Linked DNA regions of Mus musculus: all the other regions are linked to region 1. The links are chromatin contacts, called in public Hi-C and promoter capture Hi-C maps. All regions are on one chromosome and are shown on one strand. Each heading gives the region's core, a stretch centred on a gene start, on an enhancer-like site or on the middle of the called end of the contact. The rest is flanking DNA. Distances are from core to core; before and after follow the strand shown. Region 1 holds the start of Fam219a (family with sequence similarity 219, member A). Region 2 overlaps Aptx (aprataxin). Region 3 holds the start of Chmp5 (charged multivesicular body protein 5).

Region 1 (3,187 bases), core at 241-2,740:
AAAACCAGGGCATGACCAATAAATACAAGGAGAGACAGCCTCTCAATGCCTACAGAGCTCTAAGACTGATCGGTTCTTCAGCTGTAGATGACACGTGTCAAAGAAGCAGAAGGCACAAAGTTGATATACAAGAACCTCTACCAAAATATGTGAAGTCTTAGATATCATGGGCACAGATTTGCTCTCCAAACCTCAATATACCTAGGCTTAAGTATAGAAAAGCATTTTGTTTGTTTGTTTGTTTGTTTGTTTGTTTTTAAAGTAGATGCTCTGCTAGACGTTAGGAAATAAAAGCAATTTCTATAGGACAGAAAGAGTCATTCTTTTATATCGCAGAATGCTCCTTGAGAACCTGAGACTAGCTTATCATGTGTGGTGATTTGGGGAGTAATTCAACTCTCCTGTGAGAAGGGATAACATATTGCCAGGTGACAGAAACATAACGTTCACAAGGCTAAGTGAATGAGGGTCTTATAAGAAGGAAACTTGTGTTGGAGGGCAGGGAACATGGTTAGAAAAAGGGTCTTTTTTTCTTCCTCTCTGACTTCTTGCTCCAAATTCCTGCACACGATCTGTTCTATTCCGTGTCTCCTGTGCAGTTCTCATGCCCCCTCTCTGAGTTCCCACATGGCAAATGTCCCCACTTACTTAGCTCTGCAGTGACCATGCTGCAGTGTTGAATAAAAAAATCCACTGGGACAAGAATGAGAGGGGAATGAGGAAGGGACTCAGTGGAGTGTTGGGAGATTAAGGGCGAAGACAAGACAAGATGGGTCTGTGAAGAGATGGAAGTAATAAGAAAAAACCAGATTCGGTTAAAAGTAAAATGACTGTGGGTTCAGGAAAATTTGGGAGAGGAGGGCAGGATTTGTGAGAAAGAACAGGAGAATCAGGTCAGTGGGAACACAAACCAGGAGTCACAAGAAAGAGAGGTTGGAGGTCAACAGGAAATAACTGGCGGTTAAGGTCAGAGGTCTTCAGAAGACAGCAGGCCACAGTAAGACATTACCTGCTTACGAATCTGTTTCGAGGGCATTGCCGCAAGAATAGAAAGCACCTCACACCCTGAAAAACCTACAAAACGCTTCCTCTCCTGGGGAGTAGTTTCTCCTTCTTGACCACACACAGGAAGTGCAGACTCTCTTCCACTTCAATTCCCAGTCACCAGGGTTCTTCGGGGACAGCTGACGTTGTGGGTCCTCGCGCCCTTGTAGAACAGCATCAGCTCCTCCCTGACGCGGTTACCCAGCAACCGACAGGCACCGGGTGCGCAGGCGCACCTAGCGCCCCCTCCGGACACGGGGAGGAGGCGGAACTTGGGCGCGCAGGGATCCTCTGGCCCCGCTAAGCCCCGCCTCCGCAGAGAAAGATAAGTCCGCCCTCCGCGCAAGGAGCTCCCGCAAGTGGGAAGGGCTGGGGCACCCAGACACCGCCTTCTCATGAATAATGCAGGATCCGGGCGGTGTCCCGGACCCGGAAGTGGAGTTGCAGAGTCACCGCAGTGGCTGAGCTGCTGACAGGAGGCGGCGGCGGAGGAGGAGGCGAGGCAAGACCTGCGGCTCCGCGGGGCTACTGCCGCGGTAGCTCTAGGCAACCCCACGGAGCTACGCCGGTCTCAGTCATCCCGCGAGCCTCTCGCCGCCTATCCATCCTTCCATCCGCCTATCCGCCCGACCGGTCCAGGGCGGCCTAGTCTGCATAATCTGCCGGGCTTCTGGGGCCGCCGCCCCGCGCGGTCCCATCGGCGTCCCTGGCCGCGCCCGGCCCCTGGCCCGCTCGCCCGCCGGCACCATGATGGAGGAGATCGACCGGTTCCAGGTGCCCACCGCGCACTCGGAGATGCAGCCGCTGGTGAGGGGGCGGGCGGCGGAGAGGCCAGGGCCGGGAGGGGCGCCGCTGGAGGGGAGGGAAGGAACTAGGCCGTGGGGATTGTGCGAGGGGGCGCCATCTGATAAGGTAGAGGGAGTCCTGAAAACGCTTTGCCGGGGGAGGGAGATTTGCAGAGCGAGAAAACCGTGGGAGATTACCAGCGGTGCGAGCGAAGGACCTGAAAGGGCGGAGGGCACGGTCAGCAGATGCAGAACGCCGTCGGATAGGACCAAGGGAGGCACTCTAGTGCACACCTCTAGTGGAGGGCAATTTAGGAGGATGTCACAGAGCATCTTTGGCAGCAAGCCCGGGGGGTCGGATGAGAAAGGCGTTTAGCTCCCCGAGGCCTGTGATGCTCAGGGCGAGGGAGGAGGCCAGCAGATCAGTCTAAGGAGGAAAGGAAATAGGCCTTTAGAAAAGGAGAGGCCTGCCCGCCGGTCCTTTAGATAAATATAGCAAAGCTGAGCAGGAACCAGGCCTTGATGGGGGCAGAGGTTCATTGCAGAACCTGGGAATTTCCTTCCTCTCGAGAGAGGAGCCCCATTTCGATCTGGGGGCATCGGGAAGGGGAAGAGTTTGCGGTGGCGAGATGGAGACTCAAGGGTGTCCATGGGAAGGTATCTCCAGGATAAGAGGTGGAGCTGTGCTGAAGTGGGCCGTGCCGACCGGTTCGGAATTCGGAAGAGCCCCTATCATCTTAGGCCTACGTGTTTGGAGTCTTTGCTGGGCGGGGATCCTGCCTCCGGTCCGTGGTCCTGGAGTCAGGCAGGAATGATGTCATCGATGCCGGCGCCGAGGGGATGGAAGGGGGAGGGCGATGCCAGTTTATGGAGGCATGGCCTAAAGAAGAAGGTGCCTCCTGGCCATTGCCCTGAGGCTACCTGACTGTCATTGCTGTCAGCATATGGGTAGGAAAGTCAGAGGCCTAGCCAGCTGGCCTAGAGAATAGAGAGGAAAGAATGTAGAGGCCATGTTCATTGCTTAACCCACCTTGGGGCCTGTGCTAGTAAGATCTAAAACGAGGCGTGATAGGCCAGGAACCAATAGGTAATGGATGCCTTGCTCTCTGCTGGAGCCAACCTGTGCTCTCCAACTCCTGAAGCTTGAGGGCTCCCCACGTCTCTTCCCTCTGTGTTAGTCAGGGTGGCCCAGAATAGCTTCTTCCCTTGGGCCTTCGGCTCCCAAACTGACAGGTAGGCTTTGTGGTTTCCTAGGTAAGGAACCCGCCTGTTACAGTAGCCAAGGTGAACCACAGTGGGAAGTATGACAATCTCCGTTTGCTGGATAATCAATTGCCGTGCAGCTGGAGACAAGTGTC
Region 2 (3,187 bases), core at 217-2,716, 880 kb after region 1:
GGACACCTAGTGACTTATTTTCTCCAGCGAGGTCCCATCTCTTGTTTGTTTGTTTTTTTTTTTTTTTTTTTAAATAGCATGTACTTTTTAAAAAAAAAGATTTATTTATTATTATACATAAGTACACTATAGCTGTCTTCAGACGCACCAGCAGAGGGAGTCAGATCCTGTTACGGGTGGTTTTGAGCCACCATGTGGTTGCTGAGATTTGAACTCAGGACCTTTGGAAGAGCAGTCAGTGCTGTTACCCGCTGAGCCATCCTACCAGCCTGAGGTCCCATCTCTTAAAGTTACTACCACCTCACTGAATACTGCCAACAACTGTGGACCACACTTTGAGTACCCGAGGCTTCAGAGGGGACACTAAGTGCTAAGCAGTTGTTGGATGAGGAGGGGCTCAGGAGTTCTGGAGCAGGAGTCTCCTGCTGTGTTAGCAGTAGGCAGGGGTGCTCTGTATATTTGGGGTGTAAGCATTTCCTAGTATAGTTTATATACTACTTCAGGACTGCTGTGGTGTAAATGTGGCGGCTACCAGTTTTCAAAGAGCCACCCGGGGAAAAGCATGGTGAGAAGCCCATAATGTGGCTATGTGGAGTGTGTCCTGAGGGAGTGTATCATCTCAGCGGGAGGCTGCGCAGACTTAGAATCTGCTCAGTGTGAGCCTTAGGATACTGGGTATGTTGATTAGAGTCATGTTTTTTAGCTTTTTCTTGGTGTCTTACTGGCTTTCCAAAATAACTGGGTTCTGCACCTTCCTTTTGTTTGTAGCTGTGATCAAGATGGTTCAGGAAGCCGGCAGAGTGACTGTTAAAGATGGCACTTGTGAGCTCTTGAAGCTGCCTCTCCGTTGCCATGAGTGTCAGCAGCTGCTGCCTTCCATCCCGCAGCTGAAAGAGCACCTCAGGAAGCACTGGGGCGGGTGACACTCGTCTCGGCGACCAAGGGCAGTGCTAGCATCTGTCCGCATTGCCTATGCTCCGTTCAATCCTGAACTAAAGCGTACACTTCTTCGAAACAAAGCTTATTTATTCTTGAGCAGCCACACATTGGGTGCACTCTGGTGCAGGAACTGGGAATTCGGGTTTTGTGGGTGTATTCTCTGGTAATGGAGGCTGAGACATGCCTGGTCACCCTTCCCAGGACCATGACAGGCCTGACTAATGAGAGGGCAAAGCCGGCTTGAGACTCAAATGCACGATGTAGAAGCAGAGGATTGGTAATATATTTTGTTCCTACCCTCGTTCCTGGATTGTGTAGTATCTGTTCATCAAGGTAGCTGAGGTTCTGAGGGGCCTGGTTCTGCCTTTAGTCTGCTCTATGAGATTCCTCTTCCCCCATGAGGAGGCTTTCAATCTACTGCACCAGGCTGAGTGTCTAGTTGAAAATATGTGGCAGTCATCTACACAGAGAGATAATTTGTGTATGACTGTGTCAGGGAAGAGGAAGTGGTAATACTGGGCACAGTAATGTTAACAGTACAGTCTGTGCTGAGGGCAGCCTGGGGTGGTGTGAACTGTACAGTCTGTGCTGAGGGCAGCCTGGGGCGGTGTGAACTATACAGTCTGTGCTGAGGGCAGCCTGGGGCGGTGTGAGCTGTACAGTCTGTGCTGAGGGCAGCCTGGGGCGGTGTGAACTGTACAGTCTGTGCTGAGGGCAGCCTGGGGCGGTGTGAACTGTACAGTCTGTGCTGAGGGCAGCCTGGGGCGGTGTGAACTGTACAGTCTGTGCTGAGGGCAGCCTGGGGCGGTGTGAACTGTACAGTCTGTGCTGAGGGCAGCCTGGGGGCGGTGTGAACTGTATAGTCTGTGCTGAGGGCAGCCTGGGGCGGTGTGAACTGTATAGTCTGTGCTGAGGGCAGACTGGGGCGGTGTGAGCTGTACAGTCTGTGCTGAGGGCAGCCTGGGGTGGTGTGAGCTATATAGTCTGTGCTGAGGGCAGCCTGGAGTGGTGTGAACTGTACAGTCTGTGCTGAGGGCAGCCTGGGGTGGTGTGAGCTGTCAGTTGACTGTACAGTCTGCATGGAGAGCAGCCTGGGCAATGTGTATTTTTAGCTTCAGGCAGATTTTACTGAGGCTTCCACTACTGCTCTTGAGAATTACAGAGCATTTATCTAAACTTCAGATAAAGTTTCCCCAATGCATCTGGGAAAAACAGATGTTGCAAAATAGTTCATTTAATTTCTACCTAATACTATATAGTTTAGCACATCAATATTAAACTGAGTATTTGGTTATACAGTACTAGGAGTGTGTGTATCAGACAGTGTAAGAATGTCAGGTATAATGGGGAACATTCTGAGAGTGAGATGACCATGCTTACATTCTTCATTCTGCCCCAAATAGATTTTGTAAGGCCGGGCTAAGTGCCTGCTGTTATTCCTGAGGACCCGAGTTTTGTTCCCAGCACCCACAGCAGGTGGCTCACAGACACCTATAGCTCCAGGGGATCCTACACCCTCTTTTGAGCGCCGTGGGCATGCATTCCAGTACACAAACCTGAATACAGACATACATATTCATACATAATTAAAATTTTTAAAAAATTAGATCTCTTAGAGGAAAAAAATATAAATTATGACATGCAGGAACCAGGTGTTGAGGTATTAAGTATATTCATCCCATAGCTCTCCTCTCCCCAGTGGGCTTTCATCACTAGGGGGAGAAGACTGTCTGGCCTCTGCATTACTTGACAGACGTGTCATTGCACAATTAGTTGAAGCCTTCCTTCAGAAGCAGAGGGAGGGATGATGGGAGACTGCAGAGTAGAAGAAAGCCAGCCACATCTAAAGCCAGGCACAGTGGCAAAGTCTCCTGCAATCCCCAAATGTAGGAGGTGGTGGAGCAAGGAGGGCCGGGAGTTCCGGGTTATCCTTGTCTGTATGGTGAACTGGAAGTCTGGACTACATGAGGCCTGTGTCAAATAAGCAAATAAAACATTTAAAAGGGGGAAATAAAGTTATATCTGAGGTGCCAAAGAATATTATTTTGCCCGTTTGACCTTGGCCCTTCATAGCCAGGAAGGACAATGTTATCAAAGCAGTGGTTATGATTCAAATCTGGACTAACTCCACAGGCTCATGTTTCAGAGTGGCAGGTCCTTTCCATGCAGTGTGTGCTAGATGCTGTGGAGCCTTTAGGAAGTGAGGCCTGGCTGGCAGACATAGTCTCCAGGATCAGGCTTTTGAAGG
Region 3 (3,187 bases), core at 205-2,704, 620 kb after region 1:
ATATTATCTTCATTTAACAGATGAGAAAATTGAAGCTGAGTGATATCCTGGTTCATACTGTTAAAAAGTTATAAAGTTATGAAAAAAAAAGATACCTATACACCCATAGCCTATTAAGTAGTGTTAGTATCAGAACACTGATCTTACACGCCATATCTAGTCTAACCTGAGTAGCCAGACAACACCCGGATTCTGAGCACAACCAGCTCTCCTCTTCAGAGTCAGACCTTCTCAGCAGAGCATGCCAATTCCCATTACATGTCATCAGCATCTTCTACCTACCACATTAAAACCCAGCCTCCCTCTTGTATATGGCTGTAGCTTCTGTTCCCTGAAGAACAGGTCCTCACAAGTAGCTTCTCTTTACCAGATTTCGTGTATTTTTCTTGTATCCTTCACCAGTCAGTCCCTTCACAGTACTTCCTACAACAGTTGTCACCAGCCTTACCTTAGCAGGACCCTCTCTCATCTTCTTGATTTGATCCTTATATTTCACTAGTTCAGCATCCAGCCGGGAAATCTTTTTGTCAATGGATTCTGCCCTGCTATCCACCTTGGAAGAAAACATCACATGCAGTGGTAATTATTGTAATATGTTTACATGGAAAGGGGCAGAAAGAGAGGGATATGCAAAAGAAAAAAGGAACAATATAGCAAAGGGCAGAAAATAGGGTTTTTCTTAAGGGTGGGGAATTCCAGCCCGAACCATTGGAGGGCTTTCATAAACTCTCTCCCACCTCCTAGATTCTGATATAGCAGCCCTCTCTTGAGGAAAACGATTTGGGATTCTCTCCGCTGGCTGAGATTTCCCAAGTAGGAGAATAGTCAGTTTGGGACTCTGCATGAACGTGCGTGGAATGAACCAATCAACACAGGCTAAGATGAGATCTAAAACCATTTCCGAGATCAGGTTTAATCTGGAAGGGCCAAGATTCAGAATTCTATGCTACTCAGACCCAGGACTAAGGTACAGATATGTTAACCCTGACATGGGTAAGGGGAGAAGAGTGAAAAAGGGTTTTTAAAAGGCCAGGTTAGACAAAGTGGGGTGTAGTGACATAGGGTACGTAGGTTGGAATGTGGGAACCAAAGCGAGGAAGAAGGGGTGGGGCACAGTGGGCATCGGAAAGAGCTAAGTGCAGTAAGGGCGAAAGAATGATGAGATTAGACTGTCTGGTCTCTGGGGTCAGGAATGACCTGGAAAACAGGGATGAAAGGGGTGGGGATGAAGAAGACTCAGGTTTAATGGGCCCGAACCAGGAATGGGGTGGAGTACGAATTCGGGATGGACGGGTCGGAGTGTCAGAGGTATGCAAAGTCAAATGCCCACCGTCCCAATGCAGTCCGTCAAGCTAGGTGGCGGAGCCTTGGGTTTCGCTTTTCCGAAGAATCGGTTCATCTTGGCCGGCTGCGAGGAAACCCAAACACTGGAGGAAAACCAGAAACGGAAGCGTAGTCGCTCTGGTGTCAATTTCCGGCTTCCCCCACCCCATGCGCAGGCGCAGAGTGCTCGCCCGAGTCTCCCGATCCCTTTTCCGTGTTTTCAGCTCCTCCTTCCGGAGAAGGAGCGCGGAGCTCTGGGAGAGGTGGAAAGACTTCTGAAGGAGGGGCTTATGAGGAGGGATAGGGCGGTGCCTTGGCGGAGTGGGTGGGGCTTAGACGCGGCTGGGCGGATAGGGCGGGGCCTGAAGCAGGGTCAGTTCCGAGGGCGTGGCGAGTAGATGGGGCGGAACTGGTGAGTAGTGGGGCGGGGTTGCAAGGCTGCGCGCCCGGTAGCCACCGCTGCGCTGTGAACAAACGCGGCCTGGCGGGTCGCAGCGCCGCGCGGCGACCGCGAGGCGACCGGGAGCCGCTGGGACCCAGGCTGCGCGCCCCTCGGCCTGCCCGGGAGCCGCGCCAGTCGGAGTCCCGGGCCGAGCGGGGCTTGCCTCCCTCTCAGCGTTCCTCTGTGCGCAGTGCAGCCAGCGGGCATGACCGATCCACCAGGGGCGCCGCCGCCGGCGCCTGCAAGCCGCGGGTGAAGAAGAAAGTCCGGCCCCGCTCTTCTCAGAGCGAGAAGGTAGGGAGCAGCAGCAGGGAGTTGACTAGAAGTAAGAAAGTGACCCGTAGCAAGAACGTGACCGGGACCCAGGTAGAGGAGGTGACCAAGATCGAGGAGGCGACCCAAACCGAGGAAGTAACTGTGGCAGAAGAGGTGACCCAGACCGACAACATGGCCAAGACCGAGGAGATGGTCCAGACGGAGGAAATGGAAACACCCAGACTCAGCGTGATCGTCACCCACAGTGAGCGCCAAGGAGGGTTCCGTAGATCGGGTTGGGATATGTGGGTTTGGCCACATGTAGTCTTGGGAGAAAGAAACATGGGTTCTTGGCTATATATATTTGGGGATGTTTTTGCTTAGGGCTGGTGTCAGGACATCTTTCCCTGTGGCCGGTCCCTGGACACTTATTGGATCCTCTATTTGGAAGCAAAGTTGAGTGTGTAACGCTAGTAATCGTGGGTCTTTGTGTCAGGCTTATATTAGGCCTTCTTGTGTGTAGAACTTCCGTGGTTCTGGACATCCACCAGTGTAAAGAGTACGAACTTGGTGCGTGATCCCGCTGTTCCTTATTTACTGAGTAGTGTTTTTGTTGGATGTCATAGAACCGCAGGTTCAATGGGCCGTGAGTCCAAGAGTTACTTTCTGGACATCTGGTTACATCAACACAGAACTAAAAACCTTGGGAAGTACACGAGAAAGCTGAAGCCATGACATTTCCTTAGAATCAGTTAGGAAAGACTAACAACAAACTTTGCTACCTAAACCATGGCTCTATATCCAGCAGTTTTATGAAACTTTGAGATGAATCCCCACCCCCACCCCCCCAAAGGCCTCTTGATGTCTGATCTGTGAGGCACAAATAGGAACTAGGACTCCTTCTGACTCTTGACTGGTTGGGAGCGCAATCTAAAGGTGGATTTGAACTCCACTTACTTAGAAAAGATTGAGTACCTGTTTTAAAACAAAAGAAAAAACCTCTCTGTTGTTGGATTGGTTTCGTTTGTTTGTCTTTGCTAACTAACCATTAACTATGGTGTACATAGGTGTACCCAGTATGAAAGACTTGGAGGAAAACAGTCCCTTGCTGGTGACATCAGGGAAAACAAGACCAATGCCATAGAGACAATAGGACAGCCATGCCAC

What was found. Promoter capture Hi-C pulls out the DNA fragments that hold promoters and counts their contacts. A called contact is a pair of places that touch in the nucleus more often than the background predicts.
Region 2: a Hi-C map of CD8 T cells shows a contact between it and region 1, with 2.6 times the contacts expected there. The contact joins the enhancer-like site here to the promoter of Fam219a in region 1. A contact is called at or near these places in 1 of 39 promoter capture datasets (pre-B cells), 2 of 484 Hi-C or Micro-C datasets (CD4 T cells and CD8 T cells) and 1 of 115 datasets of contacts at active chromatin or transcription factors (bone marrow-derived macrophages).
Region 3: a promoter capture Hi-C map of liver shows a contact between it and region 1, with 2.3 times the contacts expected there. The contact joins the promoter of Chmp5 here to the promoter of Fam219a in region 1. A contact is called at or near these places in 3 of 39 promoter capture datasets (frontonasal cranial neural crest, liver and pre-B cells), 4 of 484 Hi-C or Micro-C datasets (B cells, CD4 T cells, embryonic stem cells and 1 more), 1 of 115 datasets of contacts at active chromatin or transcription factors (microglia) and 1 of 9 other capture datasets (adipose tissue).

What each region holds. Positions count from the first base shown.
Region 1 is chr4:41,567,841-41,571,027 of GRCm38.p6, reverse strand. Fam219a (family with sequence similarity 219, member A) reads left to right here and starts at 1,490. Exons shown (of 6, transcript NM_001159583.2): 1 at 1,490-1,851. The coding sequence starts at 1,792. It overlaps Dnaic1 (dynein, axonemal, intermediate chain 1), which reads right to left and starts at 1,234. Exons shown (of 20, transcript NM_175138.4): 1 at 1,010-1,234. The coding sequence starts at 1,036.
Region 2 is chr4:40,684,295-40,687,481 of GRCm38.p6, reverse strand. It overlaps Aptx (aprataxin), which reads left to right. Exons shown (of 8, transcript NM_001025444.3): 8 at 769-3,187. The coding sequence ends at 923. Among named protein-coding and RNA genes, the nearest start is that of Aptx, 17 kb to the left of the region's middle. Within about 2 kb of position 1,466, at least 11 of the 459 cell types and tissues checked have an H3K27ac peak or open chromatin away from gene starts, as enhancers often do. A contact at or near this core is called in CD8 T cells, where this site is marked.
Region 3 is chr4:40,946,820-40,950,006 of GRCm38.p6, reverse strand. Chmp5 (charged multivesicular body protein 5) reads right to left here and starts at 1,454. Exons shown (of 8, transcript NM_029814.1): 1 at 1,331-1,454; 2 at 449-553. The coding sequence starts at 1,399. Bag1 (BCL2-associated athanogene 1) reads left to right here and starts at 1,713. Exons shown (of 7, transcript NM_001171739.1): 1 at 1,713-2,285. The coding sequence starts at 2,213.